Regions from separate parts of the Arachis hypogaea genome. Here region 2 is linked to region 1. The links are chromatin contacts, called in public Hi-C maps. All regions are on one chromosome and are shown on one strand. Each heading gives the region's core, a stretch centred on a gene start, on an enhancer-like site or on the middle of the called end of the contact. The rest is flanking DNA. Distances are from core to core; before and after follow the strand shown. Region 1 holds the start of LOC112749940 (tRNA (cytidine(32)/guanosine(34)-2'-O)-methyltransferase). Region 2 holds the start of LOC140177213.

Region 1 (7,614 bases), core at 1,404-3,903:
AATTAAAATTAAAGTTATACTCATATAAGATAAGTTTTTTTCGACAAAAAACAATTGATCCTTAAATTTTTATTGATAATTCTGTAACTAATACCCCTCCCCTGCCCTAAATTGATTCATTCCCTTTCTCTTCCTACAATTGTCGCCGCCTATCATACCTCCTCCAAAAAATTTTTGAACTTTGCTACAATGGCTCGAACTCCAACAACAACTACAGCAACACTACCCCGCTCAGATGCAACAAATACAAAATGAAAACGAAATCAATGACCTACACAAATGGATATAGATAGATAGATAGATGAATAATGAATGTGATAGTACCAATGGAGGGCAAACGAGTAGTGCAAACAAGTGCTAAAGAAGTGGAAGGGTTGTTGCTATTACCGCCATCTCTAAGTCTCTTTGAAGCATCTCTGTTTTAGTGATCCTGAAGCGCCATTAACTGCTGTTGGCGCTTGCGACGCTTAGCGGCTGGGACCCACGTGCTCTTCATGTGGGTCTTGCACTCATACCCACGACTCTTGCAACAAGTCCTGCACCTCATGTGAGGGCAGTCTTCCTTCGCCTGGTTCCTGCAATCTTGACAGTTTATTCCAGTTGTTCTGCTTCCTGCTCCTCCGACTTCTCCCGCCGTAGCAGACCGCATTGCCATAACCGCCGATCTCGACAGAGACTGCTCATCAGATGCTCTACTGACGCTATGCCAAGCGCAATAACCGACGAGTAGAGATCTCGGTGGAAGAGAGGACGTGATTGATGGTGATGTGCTATCACGTGATGTTGTTGCTGGAGCTGATGCTCGTTCCATAGTTTGAAACTGCGGTACGTTGAAACATCGTCGTTGTGTTGCATCTGAGCGAGATAGTGTGATTGTTGTTGCTGCAACTATTGTTGGAGTTCGAGCCATTGTAACAGAATTTAGAGGCTTCTCGGAAGACAGTGACGGACCCAGAAATATTTTGCAATGGGGGCAAAAATATAATAAAATTTAAGTATAGATATATTTTTTTGTTTTCTACAATACTCAACAAATTAAGGATTAATCTGTTATGAATTTGAATTTCATTTAAAAATCTGTAATTGGCCAATGAGTTGCTACACATACGAGATGAAATTTGAATTCTCAACACTTACTTAAGTGGACAATGACTAAACTGATGACTCGACTAATTCAAATTGATTTAGATGTATTTAAAATTTTAAATTATAACTATCTATACATATTAATAAAAACTAAAAATATACGCACAATCACTTATAATTAAGTTTTAATTTAATTATCAACTAATTAATTAATATAATAAAATTAATTATCACTATTTTTTGAATTTATTTATTTATTTATTTTTTATTATTATACTAACTCAAATTTAATAATATAATAATTTTATTGTTATATGTTAAGTTCAATAACAAAATTTTAACATAAAACACAAGAAAATCATTTATATTTTATTTTAAAATAAACATAATATAACAACATATATATGTGTATATTTTAAAAATTCTATGGGGGCAAATGCCCCCTCTTCCTTGCACGTAGGTCCGTGCCTGTCGGAAGAGGTATGGTAGCCAGTAGGTGGCAATGACTATAGGGACAGAAAATGGATGAATCGATTTAGAACAGGAGAGAGTATTTACGAAATTATTAATAAAAATTTAATGATTAATTATTTTTATCAAACAAAACTTATCTTATATAAATATCATTTTAGTTTCAATTTTTCTTAGTCAGTTTTATCAGCATCTAAATTTTTTTATGATAAAAAATAACTATTTACTCTATATACTAGGGTTCTGCTACATTTCCAAAGGAATGATTCAGAAATGGGGAATATAATTCTCTTTGGATTAATTTCCATACTTGGAATGCTGGAAGTTGGTGAACCCATTCCTTATGCAGTTATGCTATTATTTCACCACGGTTCACGGAGAATATTAAATTAAATGACTAACTATTGATTAAAAATTATAAATTATATTGATCGTCTAATCTTTTTTCTAATTTTATGGCATAAAAAATAATTTTTTTTACTTTTTATCAATTATGTTTTGTAAAAAAATATAAAAAATATATACACAAAAATAATATATAAAATAATTTTCTTAAATACGAATGGTATATTTTTAAACAAAAACCCAACTCAATCGTCGACTATTTTCATAAAGAACAATACGAATTCATTATAAATAAAAAAGACACCTCGATTCTAATATTATTATTTTGGAACAATATCAACTCTCTATTAAAAAATATGTCACATGACGACAAAAATTAGTTTTTATGAGACTAGTTATTTTCAAAGTAGGTTTATTATTTTTTAACGCCAGTTCATTTGGTCATTAGAAACTAGTTTGGCTGATCATTATTCACTGCTAGAGCAGCCATATCTTCCATTTCCACTTCCACCACCGCCATTGCCAAAAGCCCAAAGTTCTCTTGGACATATAAAAAAAGTAGCTTCCCTCTTTCTTTTATAATTTTTGGTCAGGCCTCTCTTTCTTTCTTGATTCTGCTTAGGGTTGTTCATGGCCCAGATTAGTTCAAAGGTTCCGCCCATACCCAATTGGTTTGAGTCAAATTTTGTCCGAATTCATTTGGATCCGGCTGAATCCGATATAAAAAGAAATCTAGACCCGGCTAAAGATAAAATCAAGGCTCGAGTCAGTGGACACGGTCCGGTTGAACCAGAATTAAAAAATTAGGAGGATTAGGGCACCGGCACACACAGCTTCCGCTCCCCGCCTCCCCGGCATTCTTCTTCTTCGTGCTTTACTGTCTCGTCCGTTCTTCGGCCGGTCAGCCACGTCCGACGGCCACCACCAACCACCAGCCAGCCAGCCATATAAGTCACCATCGGTCTACCACAATTCGCAGTTTCGCAGCTCACAGCCTCACCAGTCACCAATACGATTCGCCGTTGATCACCGCACCGTCACACCGGATACATCTGGTTTCTCGTTTCCGTCATCGTTGACAGTTGCTGCCGCTGGCCACTAGCCCGTGGTTGTTCATTGCCAGCAGCGGAGCAGCTAACTGGTAAACCTTTAATTTAATTCTAAAAGCCCATTGTTGTAAATAATGGGGGTGTTTTGGATAAATAAAAAAATATAAATTAAAGATAAAAAGCAAAAACATGAGCAAAAGCAACCCAATCAAAATTAAAGGTCATAAAAACAATCTAGTTCGTTATGGTGTCTTGTTGTTGTTGTTGTTGTTTTCCTTTTGTTATGCAAATAAGGTGTTTGATGCAATGCCTTTATGTGTCTATGTGTGTTTTATGGTATTTGTTGTTTTTGCTTTTCAGGATTAGCAGTTTGGAAAGTGAGAGAGAAATTATGGGCAAAGCATCAAGGGATAAGAGGGTGTTGTAGAGATTGGTTCCCACTTTCTGAATTTGCTGTTTGTGTTTTTGGGCTTCCCTTATATGTTTAGCTGAATTGGCTTTTGCAGGATATATATTACCGGAAAGCAAAAGAAGAAGGTTGGCGTGCTCGAAGTGCCTTTAAACTCCTTCAGATAGATGAGGAGTTCAACATTTTTGAAGGTGCGTGTTTTAATTGGTTATTCAAGGGACATGGAAAATGTTAACTAGCTAGGTGAATTTTTCAGTTTTCTTTTTAATTTGTTTTATTAATATGTTTTTGTATGGATGGTATTGCCCTCTGTCCTGTATTCATGAGTTTGATAATGTCATTACCCCATTATGTGTTAGCCCAGTAAATAGAAATTGAAGTCAACAATAGACAAGTGACTTTCTTACACTCCTTTTTCATGTGACTTCTTGGGATAAATGGATTTCTTACTTGTTCTTGTCTAAGAAATAATGAAATGTTTTCAATTAAAATTTGGTTTTGTACTCGAGTCTACTACAGATTGATATGGCATTGTGATTCCTTATTTCTATGTATGTATTACATTATGTGAAACAAATTCAAATTCTGGCAGGAGTGAAGCGTGTTGTAGATTTATGTGCTGCCCCAGGTAGCTGGAGTCAGGTACTAGTGACTGGAAATGATCACTGTTTTGGTATTTGAATTGTTAGCCAATATTATTCATTTAAATTATTTCATATTATGCACAACCACAAATGTTTTGAAAAGCATCTTTTGCTTCAGCAGCAGCAGCAACAAGACCAATCAACTGCATGGTTTTAAGTTTAAAGTACTTTAAACAATGTCATTACTAGCTAGACACAACTTTTTGTTTTTAGTTTATTCTGCTGAAATTATTTTAACTTTTAACATGATACTGGAGACTGGAACCGAGGTCAGTCCATGACACGGAGATATATCATCAATAGTAGAAGTACTAGAATAGGGATAACAGAGCTTGCACTATATGTCCATCTTCATAACAATCAATTCTTATGTTCAGGTTTTGAGTCGTAAAGTGTATCTCCCGGTTAAACTTGCACCTGATGCAAAGTAAGTTTTCTTTTCTTTGAGAGTGCTTTGTTTCCCACTCATATGTTCTATCGAATTTATAAAATAATCAAATCAATGCTTTTGAATATTCAACGTGAAAGTGGTGTGCTTTATGTTTCTGAACATGATGTAAATCATATCAGCTGGCTTTTTTGTCTTGGTTGTCAAATTTCTCCTCATTTTGATATCAGGGATGAAGATCTTCCTCTTATTGTAGCTATTGATTTGCAGCCAATGGCTCCAATTGAAGGTGTTATCCAGGTGCAGGGTGATATAACTAATGCACGGACTGCTGAAGTGGTAAACAGTAATACTGCTGTCATGCTGTACTATATTTATTTTGTTGGGCTGGGATGAGAATGTTTCACATATGCAATTGGAAAATTATACTTAATCTGTCTTATCTTATTATCTAAGCTGTGTTTCTTTTATACGGAAATTTGATCGAGAGTTCATCCTCCTTTTTATCATTTTTTTTTCTTTTCTCATTTCTTTTTTGAACAATGGAACTTGCAGGCTGCATGTTCCATCAGTTAATTTATCTCAATTCCCTATTGTACTAAAGTTTGAAAATTGTTTTCTTTATCATTTTTTATTCAGGTCATCAGACATTTTGATGGCTGCAAGGCTGACCTAGTTGTGTGTGATGGTGCTCCGGATGGTAAACAAAATATGATAATTAACTGCGTAGTTATGAAGCATAGCATTTATGTTATTTAAGTAGAAAACATTTAATTGTAAGTGATTTTGCAGTTACTGGGCTTCATGACATGGACGAATTTGTTCAGTCCCAACTCATACTTGCAGTAAGTTTTTTTGTTCTTATAACCTTCTCATCTTTTGTTCTTTCATACGTGCTTGTCCTCTAAGGCGCACCACATTGCATTTTTGTCCTATTCAAATTTGAAATTCAGGAGGAAAAAAATTTTGAGGGTTATGAAGAACTGACCATTCTTTTGTTATCTCTTGTGAAATATATATATATATATATATATATATATATATATATATATATATATATATATAGTTCTCATTTTCAATTAATTCACTTTATTTTCTTAATTGGCTACTAGTTCGGTTATTATATTTGCCTCAAATGGATTTGCCTGGCTACTTGATGCTAACCAGGTTACTCCTTACAGGGTTTGACAATTGTTTCCCATGTCCTTAAGGAAGGAGGGAAATTTATAGCAAAGATATTTAGAGGAAAAGATACAAGTCTTTTATATTGTCAGGTATTTAAAATTTCTCCTCAGGCCCTTATTGTAAAGATTGTAGGAAGTTGGAACTTAAGCATTCTTTGCAATTGCTAAGCTAGTATATATTCTACCAGTCATTCTTCTTTGGTACGTATGTTTCACATTGAATGATACTCAAGCCAAAAGGAATGGAAGTCGTCCAAATACTACAAGACTGATGAGATGAATTCTAAAGGGGAAAGTGAGCTGAATGATAAAAATCAACTTAGTACTCTAAAAAATTAAAGGAAAGCTATTGATTCATTTTCTTGAGAAATATAAGCGCACTTGTAAATTTAAAAGATTTTCTTTAATAAAAAAAGAAAGTAATATTGCTTCGTTCACTGGTAGCATGCTTTTTGTCTAGTTAGAACTAGAAACCTACTCATGGGTATTCAAAATTTTAGTGTCTACAGTTGTGCATGTGAATTGTTCATCATAATAAGATATGTGGTAAAGGTGCATCATTATATTTGTTATTGTTGCAGATCTACATTTATTACACATTTTTTTTTTCGTAGCAGCTTTTCATAAATTCCAGTTTTTATTATAAGCTTAGAGTCATCATTACATATTGCTCCTTTCTATTTGCAGCTAAAATTATTTTTCCCTGTTGTTACTTTTGCAAAACCAAAAAGCAGTCGCAATTCCAGCATAGGTAATTTCTTGTTTCCCATTTTCTTACTGTGTTATCTTTTGATATGCATGCTTTTATTCTCTTTACAAGTTTTGACATGGCTTAGTGTTAAGATATAATAATACTTATGTGTCTATATTCAATGGTTTAGAGTTTAGGGTTTAAGATTTAACACAAAGTAGGACGAGTCAATGCCATAGCAAGATAAGGCTTTTATTTTCCCCAACAGTTTAAAATTTTGAGGACATAGTTCATAAGATAATACCAGTGTTACTATAACCAAGTGGTCTGAATTTCAGTTTTTATTTTCCCCCGTTCTTTTAAATAAAAGTTCAATTTCAGCACAAGGTAGGACGAGTCTATGCCATATCCATGCTTCAATAACCAACGGCTCCATGTAAAGGAGTGTGTTAAAGTATTTATTCATTTATTGGGTTATATCTAAGTTATATTCATTTAAGTCTGATTGATTTGCACCTTCCAATAACTTCTTAATACATATATAAGACAATCTTTTTTGTCTTTGTATCTGCTTATAAATTATAAGTTGCTCGGAAAAATTTAAATCTCATACACCCTAAACTTTTCAAATTTCTTTTTTTTTTCCTCTCTTTTTTTTGGGTTGGTGGAGGGTTGTGTTTAATAATGCTAATCCCTGGTGTTCAAATTTGCAGAGGCATTTGCAGTTTGTGAAAACTATTCCCCTCCTGAAGGATTCAATCCAAAAGATCTTCATCGCCTTCTTGAGAAGGTTGGAAGTCCCTCAGGGGTAGATGATACAGGTATATTTTAGGTCCTTATATTAAATCTTATGAACATTCTTATAAATAAAAATGTTTCTTCGTTGAATTTACTCCTATGTAAAACCTAATATGCTCAACTATCACACACTCATATATGACACCAACATGTCCAATCACCTTCAGGAGACTTTATTTCACTAGGTAGGGTCAGGTAAATGGGACACGCAGAGAATTGTTATAGATCATATTTGTGTTGAGTCCACCTTATACTTAAAAATCTTTCTTAATAAAGTATTCCAAAGTTTTCTTGGATCACATTGGTCTATCCTCCATTTGATCCACACGCAACATTTTGATGCTATTTGATCCATTAGCCAATCCCATTTGGTAGGATAAGGCTGAGTTACTTGTTCATCATGTCATGTTCCTAGTCTAGAGTTTTATCATGCAATGTTTTGTTAATGTGTGTGGGGTTTTGCAGATTGTTGTAGTGGGTGGTTGGAAGGCCCTAACAAGGTGTATATACCATTTCTAGCATGTGGTGACCTTAGTGGATATGATTCTG
Region 2 (7,186 bases), core at 1,106-3,605, 130 kb before region 1:
TTCAAAGAGCTCTCTCAGAACAAAACACCTCAAGTTCACTGGTTATTTCTCCTTATTTTTCCGAATGAGCAGCAAGCTTCTTTTATCTCCCTGCATGTTGCTCGGTTCTGCTTCCAAGGTCAACACCTTGATCCTTGAGCTTCACCAACCCACAAGCTCACTTTTTCTTCTTAATCATCAAAGTAGAACCTTTCCTTCTGACTTTTCCAACTTGACCGAAAGCCATGAAGGAGTAACCAAAATTGTCAACCAAATCTGAACCATAGATATGCAACTTGGTCCCCAAGAATCTCTTGTGACCGTGGATTTGTAGCAGTGAAGAACATAGATCAACTTTTTCTTTGAATGCCATTCTCGGATAGAACAGAGAGTAGGGAAGAAAGGATGAAGATCTGATGCATGCAAGATGAGATAGATTACCTTTCTTAAGCTTGATTTGTATTAGATTTTCTGCTTTAGCTTCTGTGCTTCAGGCTTAGATTTTCTCTTTCTTGCTTCTTTTGTTACTGGCTTATGGAGGAAGCTTTTCTTCTCTTTCTCTTTCTTACTTTTCTGAAGTCTTGATGTGACTTGATTAGAGAGGAGAACGTTGCTTTGGTTGGAGCAATATGGTGGGAATTGAAAATCAAATCGGGCTTGGATCGGTTTGGTTCATGTAACCCGTTTGGCCCATCTGATTTCTTTGGCTTCTAACTTTTGCTTTTGTTTGGGCTTAACTCATCAGCCTTGCTATATTGTCTTTATACCATTTTGGGCTGCTTGGATGAATTTGGCCTGCAACATGAAATAAATAATTAGTAATATGCCATTAAAGTTTGATCAACACTAATTATTTATTTTTCCCAAAAATAATGTTTGTCATCACTAATTAATTTAGTTAATTTCTTAACTCAACAGGAAGAATGCGACGGTGCACAACAAATCGGACTGCGACGTTAAAAGGAGAGAAAGAGATGACAGTTAAGTTTTCATTGGTGCGGATAGAGGAAGGCAGATGGAGGAGGATAGTGATTGAAAGGAAGAGTTGGTTGCTAAATTTGAGAGGAAGAAGAAAAAAAAGGTTCAAGAAGATGAGAGGACAAATTTTGAAAATTTAAAAATTAAATAAAGGTAAAAGAGTAAAAAATTAACGTTTCATCATTTATATCACAGTGTCTCAACTATTTAGATGTAAACAAATTTAATGTCTCCGTATCTTTCTATGTCCATAAAAAATATGTATCTCACCAAATCAAATAAGAGACATGTGTTACTATGTCCATGTCGACATCAACCAAATGCTACCTACATGAACATTTACTCAAAGAACGATATATTACTCATAGAAGCAAGGAATAATTATTGTATTGGTTCAATGGTTCAACAAATTCAATCATGATTAAACCGAATAACTGTTTTATAATAAAATAATAAATAAACTATACATAAATGTAAAAAATATAATTATATTCTAATATAAACTTTAAAATATCATCCAAATTAAAAATATTACATCAATTAAAATGTTATAATTTTTTAACTACAAATTCAAAAACCAAATAATAAAAAAATCTAAATATTAAATACTAACATTAAAGTTTGTCATCAATAATTAAAATCTACAAAAAAAAATTACCGCATATTTACTTATAACTAAAACTAATTCTAATAACCAATAATAATACAACACCATAATTAAATAATCAAAACACAACACACAAAATACAAAAAATTAAGCTGCACAAAACACAAGAATACAAAATATAGCATAAAAACAACAATAAAACAAACAAATAGCACTGTAAAATTAAAAATAGCAACAATTAGCCGTAACAATAAAAAATAACAGCCAACGAACTATAGCTTAAATAGCATAATCTTCCTATCCTCACTTAGAAATTTTGGATTCAAATCTTACTCCTAATTTTTTTAAAAAAAAAAACAAGAACAAACAACAACAACTAGAACTATCAAGAACAGACAACAACAATCAACAACAACAAGAAAATAACACTAAAATTTAAATAAAAAAATAACATTTGAACAACAAGAACAGAACCATCAAGAACTAACCAAATGAACTAAAAAAAAAAGAAAAAAGAAGCGACTATAGAGAACTACCACTACCAGAAACGAGCAACATAGAACTCGATGGAGGAAAAAAAAGTGATGATGAAAAAGCAGATGCGGACTTAGACAGGTGGCGGCGACCGGAGAAGAAGGTGAGGATGACTGGCCAGCTTAGCAACTGGAGCGAAGGAGACCGGAGTGGGTGCACAAGTTGAAAGTTGTTATGTCATATTGGTCAGAAAAGAACGAGGAGAAATGAAGGATTTTAGGATTTTTTTTTCCTTATCACTAAAATAACGTTGTTTTGGAAAATTTTGCAAAAGCTGACAAGGTTATGATTCGGTTCGATTGATTGGCTTCTGACCAATTTTTTGTTTTGAAATGATTTTTAATTTTGACGGTTTTTTAAGTTGATTGAACCAAATTTTTATTAGTTTTTATTTGATTAGTCTAATTGACTAATTCAAATTTGTATTTTAGAATTATGAAAATTAAAAAGACTATGGATAAAATTTCAAAGATGATTTTTTCTACCGTATATTTCTTAAAAAATTCTCAAAACAAAACCAAAATAAAAAAAAAAACAATAAATAAAAGAGAACTCAACATTTAAACTAAACACTATAGCCTATTTATTACCAACTTCAGTAGTTGATTTGGGCCCTCCACAGTTTATTTCGCTTATTACGACCACTCAAATCACAGAAGGCAGCTATTACTTGAAATAAAATATCATAAATAATATAGTAAGCATTAAGTGTAATTTATGAACCTTTTTTGAAATAGATGTCATAATTAAGACTTTGGGGGCGAACTAATCTATATCTCTACATGTACACTGCATATTTCTTTTAGGAGTTTCATGAGGGGCCCAAGGGTCTCCCCACACTACGATAGAATTTAACATCCATTCAATTTTCTTACATGCAAAATGGACCAGCCCAGCTACACATTAATGAATGATGATCGTTGTTGGTCCATTTCCGAGGCCCAGCAGAGTTTGGCGACCATTCATATAGTTAATTAGGTTGGAGGGAAATAAAGGTTTTTCTTCTATTAAGCTAAACTCCAAAAATTTATACGCCGGGAAACTGAAATCCACAAAAATGATAATCATAAAAACAAAGTTTCTTAAAAGATAGTATTAATTCGATAAAAATGACTTTAAATATAGGAAAAATACTCTTGAAAAAGGTTTAAAAGTTAAATTTTGACAAATTTTTGGGTACATGGTTAGAAAATTAATATATTTTCATCTTTAAAATTTAATGATTTCGTTCCAAATGAATTTTATTTAGAGGATGCATTCAAAGAAACAATGTAATATTCAATATATATCTAGACTATTTTTTCAATTTTATTGTTTTATGTTCTTTGCATATAAATAAAAGAGTAAATAACTATTTTTAATTATAAAAAATTCAGACCTTGACAAAATTAGTCAGAAAAAAAATCTAAACTAATATTATATTTATAAATAATGAATTATATTTGACAAAAATATTCAATCGTTAATTTTTTATTAATTTCATTAAAAGTGATATTAAATTTTTAAATTATTCCTATCATCTTCTTCAACATCTTGAAATATTATTTTTTTCCAATTAGATTTAAAAGATCAAAATTTATTTGTGTCTACAACTGCACAACACAATTACCACTATCCGGAACACTATATAATTGTTTTCGCTAACTCCACCACCACGCCTCCCTTCACAGAAAAAGATAGCACTTGTAGATAAAAGTGTATATTTTTTATTAATACAGTGGTATTCGCTATGACTTTTCTCTTTTAACTTTTATCAAATTCAAACTCAAAACCAATGTTTCAGTTCATAGAGAGATGATAAGAAAACATAAAATCTGTGAAGTTTGATGCTTAGGCATCTTTAGTCATTTTTATACGTCTTTTTGAATAAATTACTTAAGTTTAAATCATAATTCTTATGTTTTTAGTGAAGTTTCTATGTATATTTGGAGTTGTTTTAAAATGATTGTGTTTTTAGAATTAGTTTAAAGTAATCAGGAGAAAAATAAACAAACAAGGAAACACAAGAGTGCATTCCCAGGAGAGGAAGAGAAGTTGGCACCAGGCTTCATGAATCTTAATTCCAGTGCCAGCCAATCAAGTCCAGCGCGCCAAGTAGAGTGTCCAACTTGGAGCATGCAAATCCAATGCCAGAAACTAGCGCCCAACTCCAAGGCACTAAGCCCAGTGCCCAAACCTCCAAGCCCAGCACCTTCGAAGGTGCTCAAGGGCTGGCGCCCTATTTCCATGACTCAAGCCTGACGCTCGATGAGGGCCACAACATGGGCACCTAGCGCCAACTCTCGGAGTCTGCCTTCAAGTGATTTTTCATTCCCAATGGTCCAAAATTGCATTCAAGTTAAGCGCCAATCATTCAAGTCCAGTGCCAAGTCTAGTATCTTGTCTCAGAAAGTTCCAATTCAACTCAAATGATTCAAGATTTGAATGATTAGTTAGCATTAACTTCTTCTAAAAAGATAAGATTTGGCTATTAAGATTTAGTTTTAGATTAAATTTGAATTGTTATTTTTATATATCTTATCCTTCAAAGATAAAATTAGATTTAGTTTTTGAATTTGAATTCTAGGTTAGAAGTAGAATATAAATAAGTGAATACATGGTTCACAAGGATCATCTATCATATCATTACTAGATCTATTTAACATCTCATTAGTTTTAGGATTTTTTTTATCACGAGTAAGTAAACCTCTCTTGTTAAGGGTTAGGAACTCTGTTTAATTTTATGGATTGATAATGTAAGTGTTTTCTTTATTTTGATTAATGCATTAATACTTTTTCAATATTGAGTCTCGTTCTTCATCTTTAATGGTTAGAAGTATTAAAAATTATTTTAATTCTATTTTAGATTCTATTATTATTTTAAAAAATTTAATATTGGGATTAGCTTGAAACGCTTTCTCATCATTTTCAATTTGGCTAGGAATAGTATTTTGAAAGTTGTGCAATATTAAATTGAAACCGTGCTTAACTTTTTTCTTAATTAATTGACCAAGAAATTGACGATTGAATAAGTTAAAGAGAAATTAAATTAAGGAATTAGAATTTGGTTATATATATATGATTTTCCATGAAAGTATTTTTGCATGAGTCAAAGTAAGAAAACATAAGCACTATTTTTTCTAAAAGTTAAACATCTCTTAAACTTTTAACATCTCATTTACTGATTACTTTTCCAAATCGATAAGCATTCTCTCATTGACAACTAAACACTCTACTTCACTTTTTTTTATTATTTCAAGATTCTATTTCCAAGATTTGCATCTTCTTACAAAAGTTTGATCGATCTAATTAGAGGTTCAACTAGAAGTTGCTTGATTCAATCCTTTAATCCTCGTGGGAACGATATCCGATCCACTCACTATGGTATTACTTAGAGCAATTTGGTGCACTTGCCAATATTCGAACATATCAAATTTTTGAGTCATCAATTTTTTGGCGCCGTTGTTGGGGATTAACTAAGATTGACAACATACATCCAGTTGAATTACTAAATTAGATCTTATTTTATTTTATTTTTTATTATTCTGTTTATTGTTCTTTTCGTCCTTTCTTCTTCTTTATTCTACACATGCATTTTATTTCTTTTTGTTTTTGTACATGTAAGAAAAAAAGATTGCAGTCTCTTCAACCCTGAAATAGAGAAGACACTTGCACAACTAAAGAAGAAATCACGGGCTAGGAGAGAAGATATAGAGAGAATGACAGAGGATAACAACAATTTGAAAAGGACCCTTGGTGATTATACCACACCCACCACTGATAGATGTAGAAGTAGCATAATGAGGCCCACGGTTCAAGAAAATAACTTTCAACTAAAACCCTCACTAATCCAATTGGTATAGCGAGACCAATTCGGTGGTATCCCTCAAAAGGATCCTAATATCCACATAGCTAGTTTTCTGTAGTAATGTGACATAATAAAGAGTAATGGAGTTAGCCTTGAAACCATCCATCTAAGGCTATTTCTATTATCTTTGAGAGATAGAGGCATACAATGGCTCCAAACTCAATCTTTGGGTAGCATTACATCATGGGATGATTTAGTTAGCGAATTTCTAACTAAATACTTTTCACCCCAAAAGTTAACCCAATTGAGAAATGACATCAATTTTTTTTTTCAAAAGCAGGGCGAGTCACTCTATGAAGCTTGAAAAAGGTACACAGAGATGCTCCGAAAATGCCCACACCATGCCTTTTCCAGATGGTTCCAAATCTAAAAACTTTCTATAATGGAGTCTCCCAAGCCTCAAGAACCATGATCGACTCATCAATAACAGGTTTCTTACATAGGAAGACACCTGAGGAAGCATTGGATCTAATCAAAACAGTGGCGGCTATTTAAAAGGACCACTAAAAAGGGTGTGATGACATTAGACACCATGAATGCAATTCTAGCACAAAATAGACTTATGTCTTAACAACTTTTTTAACTCACAAAGCAACTAGAATAGAGGCAGGTTTCAGCCATTGGAACCCAAGCCTCGTGTGACTTGTGTGGAGGAACAAATCCGAGTGAAGGGTGTGAATTGTGCAAGGAAGTCCATTTATCTACTGAGCAAGTAAGTTTCATGGGACATTCTTTAAGCGTAGAGAACGACCCATTCTCAAAAACTTATAATCCTGGCTGGAGGAATCACCCTAATTGTGGTTGAAAAAATCAAGCACAAAGGAATGTCCTATACCAACAGCAAGCCAACCCTCAGAAACTATCACCGCTCGAGTTCGCTATAGAGAAATGTTCTCAATCCACTGCCACCTTTATGCAAGAAACCCAAATCTTCATACAAAAAACAAGAGCAAACTTCAAAAATCAAGAAGCTTATATCAGAAACCTAGAGGTGCAAGTGGGACAAATTGTCAAGCAATAGGCAGAGTAGCCAGTTAATTCCTTTCCAAGTGACAAATTCCAAACCTTATAGAGGAATTCAAGGCTATTTCCCTAAGGAGCGGAACGGTGGTTAACAAGGAGGTTCTTAAGGAAGATGAGAAGAAAATCGAAGAGCTGTTAGAAGAGAAAAAGGAGGAGAAACTAGAGTTAGAAAAAATTAATGATATATACTCTAAATTTAATTTTTATCGTAATTTTCT

The links. Hi-C and Micro-C count contacts between places; a contact is called where the count stands out from the background.
Region 2: a Hi-C map of an unstated tissue shows a contact between it and region 1, with 5 times the contacts expected there. The contact joins the promoter of LOC140177213 here to the promoter of LOC112749940 in region 1. A contact is called at or near these places in 4 of 8 Hi-C or Micro-C datasets (leaf and an unstated tissue).

The regions. Positions count from the first base shown.
Region 1 is chr2:88,736,265-88,743,878 of arahy.Tifrunner.gnm2.J5K5, reverse strand. It overlaps LOC112749940 (tRNA (cytidine(32)/guanosine(34)-2'-O)-methyltransferase), which reads left to right and starts at 2,653. Exons shown (of 12, transcript XM_025798385.3): 1 at 2,653-3,043; 2 at 3,312-3,369; 3 at 3,458-3,551; 4 at 3,953-4,002; 5 at 4,382-4,431; 6 at 4,623-4,731; 7 at 5,032-5,092; 8 at 5,185-5,237; 9 at 5,574-5,666; 10 at 6,264-6,327; 11 at 6,981-7,088; 12 at 7,531-7,614. The coding sequence starts at 3,343.
Region 2 is chr2:88,866,269-88,873,454 of arahy.Tifrunner.gnm2.J5K5, reverse strand. It overlaps LOC140177213, which reads right to left and starts at 2,355. Exons shown (of 4, transcript XM_072210242.1): 1 at 2,107-2,355; 2 at 1-774. LOC112768006 (small nucleolar RNA R71) reads right to left here and starts at 6,293; the gene lies at 6,187-6,293.